Regions from separate parts of the Mus musculus genome. Here region 2 is linked to region 1. A link is a contact called in public HiChIP or PLAC-seq data. All regions are on one chromosome and are shown on one strand. Each heading gives the region's core, a stretch centred on a gene start, on an enhancer-like site or on the middle of the called end of the contact. The rest is flanking DNA. Distances are from core to core; before and after follow the strand shown.

What was found. HiChIP or PLAC-seq counts read pairs in DNA pulled down with a chosen protein or histone mark.
Region 2: an H3K27ac HiChIP or PLAC-seq map of embryonic stem cells shows a contact between it and region 1, with 4 times the contacts expected there. The contact joins two enhancer-like sites. A contact is called at or near these places in 2 of 115 datasets of contacts at active chromatin or transcription factors (both in embryonic stem cells) and 1 of 9 other capture datasets (embryonic stem cells).

The regions. Positions count from the first base shown.
Region 1 is chr15:82,186,595-82,189,950 of GRCm38.p6, reverse strand. All of the region lies in intron 11 of Srebf2 (sterol regulatory element binding factor 2), which reads right to left. Among named protein-coding and RNA genes, the nearest start is that of Mir33, 9.8 kb to the left of the region's middle. Within about 2 kb of position 1,885, at least 43 of the 459 cell types and tissues checked have an H3K27ac peak or open chromatin away from gene starts, as enhancers often do. A contact at or near this core is called in embryonic stem cells, where this site is marked.
Region 2 is chr15:83,043,980-83,047,335 of GRCm38.p6, reverse strand. No RefSeq gene overlaps it. Among named protein-coding and RNA genes, the nearest start is that of Nfam1, 12 kb to the right of the region's middle. Within about 2 kb of position 1,660, at least 6 of the 459 cell types and tissues checked have an H3K27ac peak or open chromatin away from gene starts, as enhancers often do. A contact at or near this core is called in embryonic stem cells, where this site is marked.

The DNA of each region.
Region 1 (3,356 bases), core at 636-3,135:
GAGGCTGATGGTTCTGACCTTTAATAGACTTTAAGCAGCAATCAGCTAATGTAACAGTTTCAGAAAACTTGAATGCCAGAGTCAGAAATAGCACAGCCACTCGAGGATGCGCTGGGGAGGCTCTGAAGGGGACCACGGGGACAGCCGCCTGACGGGAGAAAGCTGACTGGCCTATAGACACACTCACTGGCAGTGTCATGGCAGCCTATAGGACCAGGACAGCATTTCACTTAGATTCACAGAAACAGTGACAGTCTCCTATTTACCACCCAGCCTTGGGAACAGGGTACTGTGATACCCAATACCTAAGAACCTGTGACCTGCTATGACCTTCAAAGTGCTCACCGAGCTCCTCGGCGGTGGGACAACACAGGCTGTGTGTGTGTGTGTGTGTGTGTGTGTGTGTGTGTGTGTATACATGTGTAATTCCAGGGCTTCGTGTACCCAGAATCTTCTAATAATTGAGTCCAACCCTCTCCAGGTCATAGGCCTGGTTAGCAAGGAAATATGGTGACTGTTCCAAGGAAAAATAAGGAGTGCTGGCCTCTGTAGGGATCCAAGGGTGATACAGAGAGGTACAAAGGAAGCCTTTCAGGTCCTATGGCAAGAACCCACTGAAGCCATTTAGGAAATTATTAGGTTAAAATATATTTTTAACCTGAGCTCTTTTATTTCAAACATTGAAATCATGGTCTAGACATTAAGAACAACAACAACAAGAGCAACAACAAAAAACCCCTTGGAGACAGCATCTCATTTTGTAGCTCTAGCTGTCCTTGAACTCAGAGATCCAACTGCTCCTGCCTCCTGAATCCTGGGATTAAAAGCATGGCCTCCATGCCTGGTCTGACATTAAATTAAAACATTCTGTGTGTTTGTGCACCATGAATGCAGTACCCACAGAGCCCAGAAGAGGGTGTCAAGAGTCCCTGGAGTCTAAACTTTAAGAAGCATTAGCTGACATGAAGTCTCCCCTTAATGGTTTGAACTAATAAGAAACATAAATCCAAGACAGGCAGCACAACTATAAAGGCTTCTGTATAGGAAACTGAGAATAATTTTTATTGCTCTTTTAATTTTCTTGGCTTTATACTCCAATTATAATACTCCCAGTTTAAAGAAAAAAATACTTTCCCTCTAAATTTTGGAGACACCAGACCTCTCTGAGCTACAGGAGCCTCTCCTGTAGCTCATCTGCTAACTGCCTGGCATGAGAGGCGAGGCAGCTGCCCAGGACTGCTTAGCTCTCGAGAGCTGCCCAGTGTGCCTGGACTGGCTCCAGCCCTCCGTTACAGCTGGCGACTGTGTGCCACGAACCCTAAGTGGCACAGGGAACGCTCACGGGAGCCAAGTGGTACCTGCAATTCCTGCTCTAAGCATGGATACCGGACATCATGTAGACAGATGAAACACAACAGACCGAGGTGCTTCGAGATGCAAAAGCCAGACTACATTACCTTCCTTTAAATAACATTGTATTTTGTGTAAAGCTAATAAGTTTTAGGAAGCTATTTTTTTTGACTGTTTTGTCTTGTTCTAAAAAGCAATTAGCATGTGGAAACCAGCGTGAAACAGGGAATGGGGTGCTGTGTCCAGTTTGAGTCTAAGCCATGGTGGTACATGTCTATGACAGCTACACTTAAGAGGTGGAGGCAAGGTGAGTGTGGTGGCCCACCCCTTTAATCCCAGCACTTGGGAAGCAGAGGCAGGTGGGTGGGTCTCTGTGAGTTTGAGGTGAGCCTGATGTAGGTAGTGAATTCAAGGACCATCAAGGCTAGCTAGAGAGATGCTGTGTGAAAACCAGACCAAACCAGATCAAACCAAACCAGACCAAACCAAAAAGCTAAGGCCAAGGGCTGGAGATGACTCAGCAGTCAAAAGCACTGGGTGATGCTCTTTCAGAGGATGCAAAAGGAGGCTCACAGGCTTGTATGTGGTGCAGCATCTATGCCGACAGAGCACCCAGACACACAAACAAAAGTAAATCTTAAAAATCTGCCTCAAAGGCCTAAAAAAATAAAAGCATTGTCTCCTCTTTCAAACTGCATGTCTGATCGCTCCACAAGCTACTAAACTAATTAAGACATAAATACTTCGTAGGTTACTGGAACCACTAACAACTAAACAAACAGAACCAAAACGCCAGCTCTTTGCCTCTTTTTTTTTTCCTTTCCTTTCCCCCCACACGCCCCCCTCCCCCCAAGGTTTCTCTGTGTAGTACTGGCTATCCTGAAGCTCGCTCTATAGATCAGGCTGGCCTTGAATTCAGAGACCCACCTGCCTCCCTGGCCTGTCTGCAACTCTTTTTTTTCTTTTTCAATTTTTATTTAAATGTATGAGTGCTCTGCTGCATATACATCCACAGGCCAGAAGAGGGCGTCAGGCCCCATTACAGATGGTTGTGAGTCACCATGTGGGTGCTGGGAATTGAACTCAGGATCTCTGGGAGAGCAGACAGGGTTCGTAACTGCTGAGCCATCTCTCCAGCCCCTTGTCTGCAACTCTTAACCCAGCTGCTCCAAAAGGGAGTGGACAGAAAGGGGCAGGCACAACAGATGCCCGCCACTGTTTGCCACCTTACTGGCAGTGCACACTGGGCAACCCTGCTAAAGTCTCAGGTGTTTACCCCTTTGCCCCAGCAGAGCCATCACTAGACACTTAGAATGAGGGTGTGTTCACAGCGGTGGGTGACAATTAAAAACATTTCCTTTCTGCAGTGGTTTGTAGCAAATACAGGAAGTGCTCCTAACAGCCTCACGTGAGTGCCAGCCACCTCTGCAAAACAAGATGCCCAAGATCTCTCGCTAGGTTAAAAAACTGAAGGGAAAACCAAGGTTTAAGGTCTAAGCAGCCACCTGGAGTGGATGAGGCATCTGTCCTATGTGCTGGAGGACTGCCAGGGAACTACATATGAAACTGCTGAGTATAGATGAGGCACACAACGCCTTCGGGGGGAGCTGCAGGCAAGGGTGATTTTCTTTCCTTCCTGCTTTGTGATAAGGTCTGCCATGTTGCCCAGATTAGCTTTGGACTTACTTCTAGGCACAAGGGATCTTCCTGCTGCAACCTCCCAAATTCAACAAGGTGTGCCCCAGTCACCAGCTTTTAGAGCCACCTCAGTGGAGCCATCTCCCTGAACCTCAGCCCGTGTGCTGAAGTCAGGCTGAGAGCTCTTCTGTAAGGCAGCTGCATCTCAGCAATGATGGCGCCTAATGAAGCTAAGTGGGGCTTTGGGGTGACACAATGGTCCTGTCTTTGAGCTTACCCACATGTCTTTCTGCAAGCCTGAACCCGCCTGGGTGTCCTGCCAGTTAACACATTTTTCTCTACTATCTGCTCCGGAGTGCCTGGTCCAG
Region 2 (3,356 bases), core at 411-2,910, 860 kb before region 1:
GTAAAAAAGATTGACTGCATCTCAGTATCTTTACTGATCCAGCATACAGGAAGCCCTGTTTTTATGTGGTGGTGTTTGTTTTGGGTTTTTTGAGGCAGGGTTTCTCTGCATAGCCCTGGCTGTCCTGGTCTTTGTTCTGTAGACCAGGCTGGCCTCAAACTCCACCTACCTCTGCCTCCCGAAGGCTAGGATTACAGGCGTGCGCCACCACCTCCCAGCAAGAGTTTGCTTTTAATTTTAAATTATGTGCATATGTGTATGGGTATGTATGTGTGTGGGTATGTACGTGCACGTGTGGGGAAACTGCTAATTAACGTTGAAGTCTACTATGACCAGCTAGCCTCTGGGCTCGGTGCAATGTGGGAGACTCCCTTGGTTAGCAGAGTTTCTCCTTCTCTGACCTTGTCCGGGAATTCTAAGCCCCTTCACTCCACCTGAGGAATGTCACGAAGCTTCAATTAGGTTAAAGGATCAATTTCCTTTTTCCTGATAAAACCTGTGCAGTAGCACCTGAGATTCCTGAAATGCTTCCCCATGCTGATGAGGCATGAGAAGCCATCAGCCAATGACCTTTGCACACCTGGATGTCTCTGCTCTCAGTCGCCCACATTTTATAAGCCTTCAATCCCCCTAAGTAAAGTTGATCTGCCTCCTGACTGCAGGTCCCAGTGTGGATTATCCACTGTGTGGACTCCAGGACTTCTGAAGCCAGGGTTCCACATCTCTGCTCCCAATGCCCTGCTGGACCATATAGGCCAATGATCCATGAAAGCAGGGAGACTCACATGCTTGCAGTGCCCTAGGAGGCCAGAAGGGGGCACCAGAGTCTCAGGAGCTGGAGTTACAGGCAGGCACTGCCTGACCTAGGTGCTGGGAACTGAACTCCAGCAAGTGCCCCTAACCACTGAACCATCTCTCGGGCTCAGTATTTTCTTTTGGGAATTTTACGAGTGAGTATTATTACGTCATTTCCTCCCCTTCCTCCTCTCATTCCTCAAGGCCTACATTTTCATCCCCAGAACAGGAAGTGAGGGGAAGAACAGACAGAAGAAAGTTTGGACACATTTGATTTTTAAGGGTATTACGCTCAGTTTCATCGCTCTGACTCTTTTGATATTTTCTCTTTTTAACCAGAGAAGGGCTGACCTATGGACAAGTGCTCCTAGTGCAAAGCCAGGCATGTACGGAATAAACCTGCTACTGTAGGGTCAGAAGCCCTGCCATGAAGGTGAATAAGCTGAAGGTATCTACTGCCAAGATTTTTTTTCATCAAGTAATATATCTTAAAGGACTTAGTCTGTAACACTGGCTAGCCTAAAACTTGCTATGTAGCCCAGGCTGGCCTAGAATGAGTAGCAATCCTGTCTCAGCCTCTCAAGTGCTGGGATTGTAGTCATGAGTCCTTTTGGAGGGCTTGCTTCCAGCATCTTCCTCCTGCAGATCTTAGCTTAGGAAGGGGCTGTTCCAACATGGCTTCTGGGGTGTTTGAAATCAATGGTTGAAAAGGTCATCTTAAGAACTCTGGAAAGGTCATGAAACACTTGCCCCTACGGAAGGAAGGAAGAGGCTAATTAACATTTCTCAGACAACAGGGTGGAACCAACCTGTGAGTAGGGACACATTCCGTAGAACGGGCCATTGCCCGCCTTCAGACAAGGGAAGTCCTTGTCACCTCATTCCCTAAAGACCAATCAGTTTAAAGGGTGCACTGTTCCGCCAATCATATTGTGCCTAGTTGCTGATGCTCTATTCTGCCCCTGGAAACCATGTGAAAACTTGCCGACTGGGTACTGGGGTTCGCTGCCTCTCCTTCAGGTCTGGGACAACCCCAGTGCACTGGAACAATAAATTCCTCTTGCTTTTTGCATCGATCCCAGCTCCACGTGGTTCACTCAGGGGGTCCTCAGTAAGCTAAGGCTCCCCGGAGTCTTACAGTCTTAGTCTTACTGAGCACGTGGCTTTATATCTGGAATCACAAAGCACTGAAAATATTGAAGCCGGAGGAGCACGGTGAGTTCACGGCCAGCCTCAATTAGAGGGAGATCTTATCTCATAAAACAAATGAACAAATTCAATAAAAGAAAACACTTGCCTTGATGACCGCCCCCCCTCACCCTCCCATCCACCCCCCCAGGAGGCTCTACCTTCCTTCTGATTTTCTCTCTCTTTTTTTTTTTTTTTTACTTTTGGTATTGGTGTGAAGCAGGTATCTTGTACTTGTTAGGCAAGTGCTCTGCGGCTGACTGAGCTGTGTGGTGGCCCTCACATGGTCTCTATTCAGCTTGTTAATTCCCAAGACTTCCAAAACCAGTGCTCTAAAGGTAGTGTCTTAAATTAGAGTTTGGGCCGAGGGGCACCGCAGCTCAGCTGGAAGCCTGAAGGTTCCGGGCAAGGATCCTCCCCACCCTACTCTAGCGTCCAGGGGCCATGGGCATTTTATTTTATGTTTGTGTGTATGGCCTGTTTGCCTGCTTAAATGTCCCTGTATGATTGCCTGGTGCTCCTAGAGAGCAGAAACGGATGTTGTATCTCCTAGGACTGTTGTTACAGACAGTTGTAAGCTGAGAATCGATTCTGGATGCTCCGCAAGAGCAGTGCTCTTCATTGTTGAGTCATCGTTCCACCCACCGAGCACCCTTGAGGACTCCAGTTCCCTACCTGTGGGTGCCCTGGGGGTGCTACCAAATCCTCTGCTCTTCCCAGGCGGCCACGGGGCACTTCACTCTTGTGTGTGTGAGTGTGTGTGTGTGTTCTTGAGATAAAAGGTTTTTGTTTTGTTTTGTTTTACTGTACTTGGGGGGTTAGGAACATGAAGAAAGCAGTTGAGTAGCAAAACAAGCTGGACCAGCCCCTGGCTGGCCTCTGTGGTCACCATCACACTATTCCCTCCCCTGTCTGTCGGTTCATTCTCCAGGCCTTGCCTGGGGCAGGTGAGCTAGAACAGCCCCTAAGCAGAGGGTCACAGCTTGCCATTCCTCATAAGGTCCATGGCGCCCGCCCACTCTCTTCTCCCAACCGTTTCACTCATGTCTTTCTGCTGTGTCGGGCCTGCCCAGCAAACTTCTTCCCCACGCCCCAACAATGGCGGCTTGCTTTTCCTGCCCTCCCCCAACTTTCTGGTTCTTTTGCTTGCCAGATTGTCCTTAGCCTGCTTGCTGTCCTGCCGCCATCTGCACAAGGCCAGACACTTTTTTCCCACTGTAGACAGCCATGCAGGACCTGGCAGTAGAACTGGACCCCTCCTGAGTTAGCCATCCTGCCGGGCTCCGGCACTAGCTGCCCTACACTGACCTGAGTGGGGCCAGCCACCCACTGGCTCAAAGGCCATCAACTGGCCTGGGAAAAATCACTTAGCT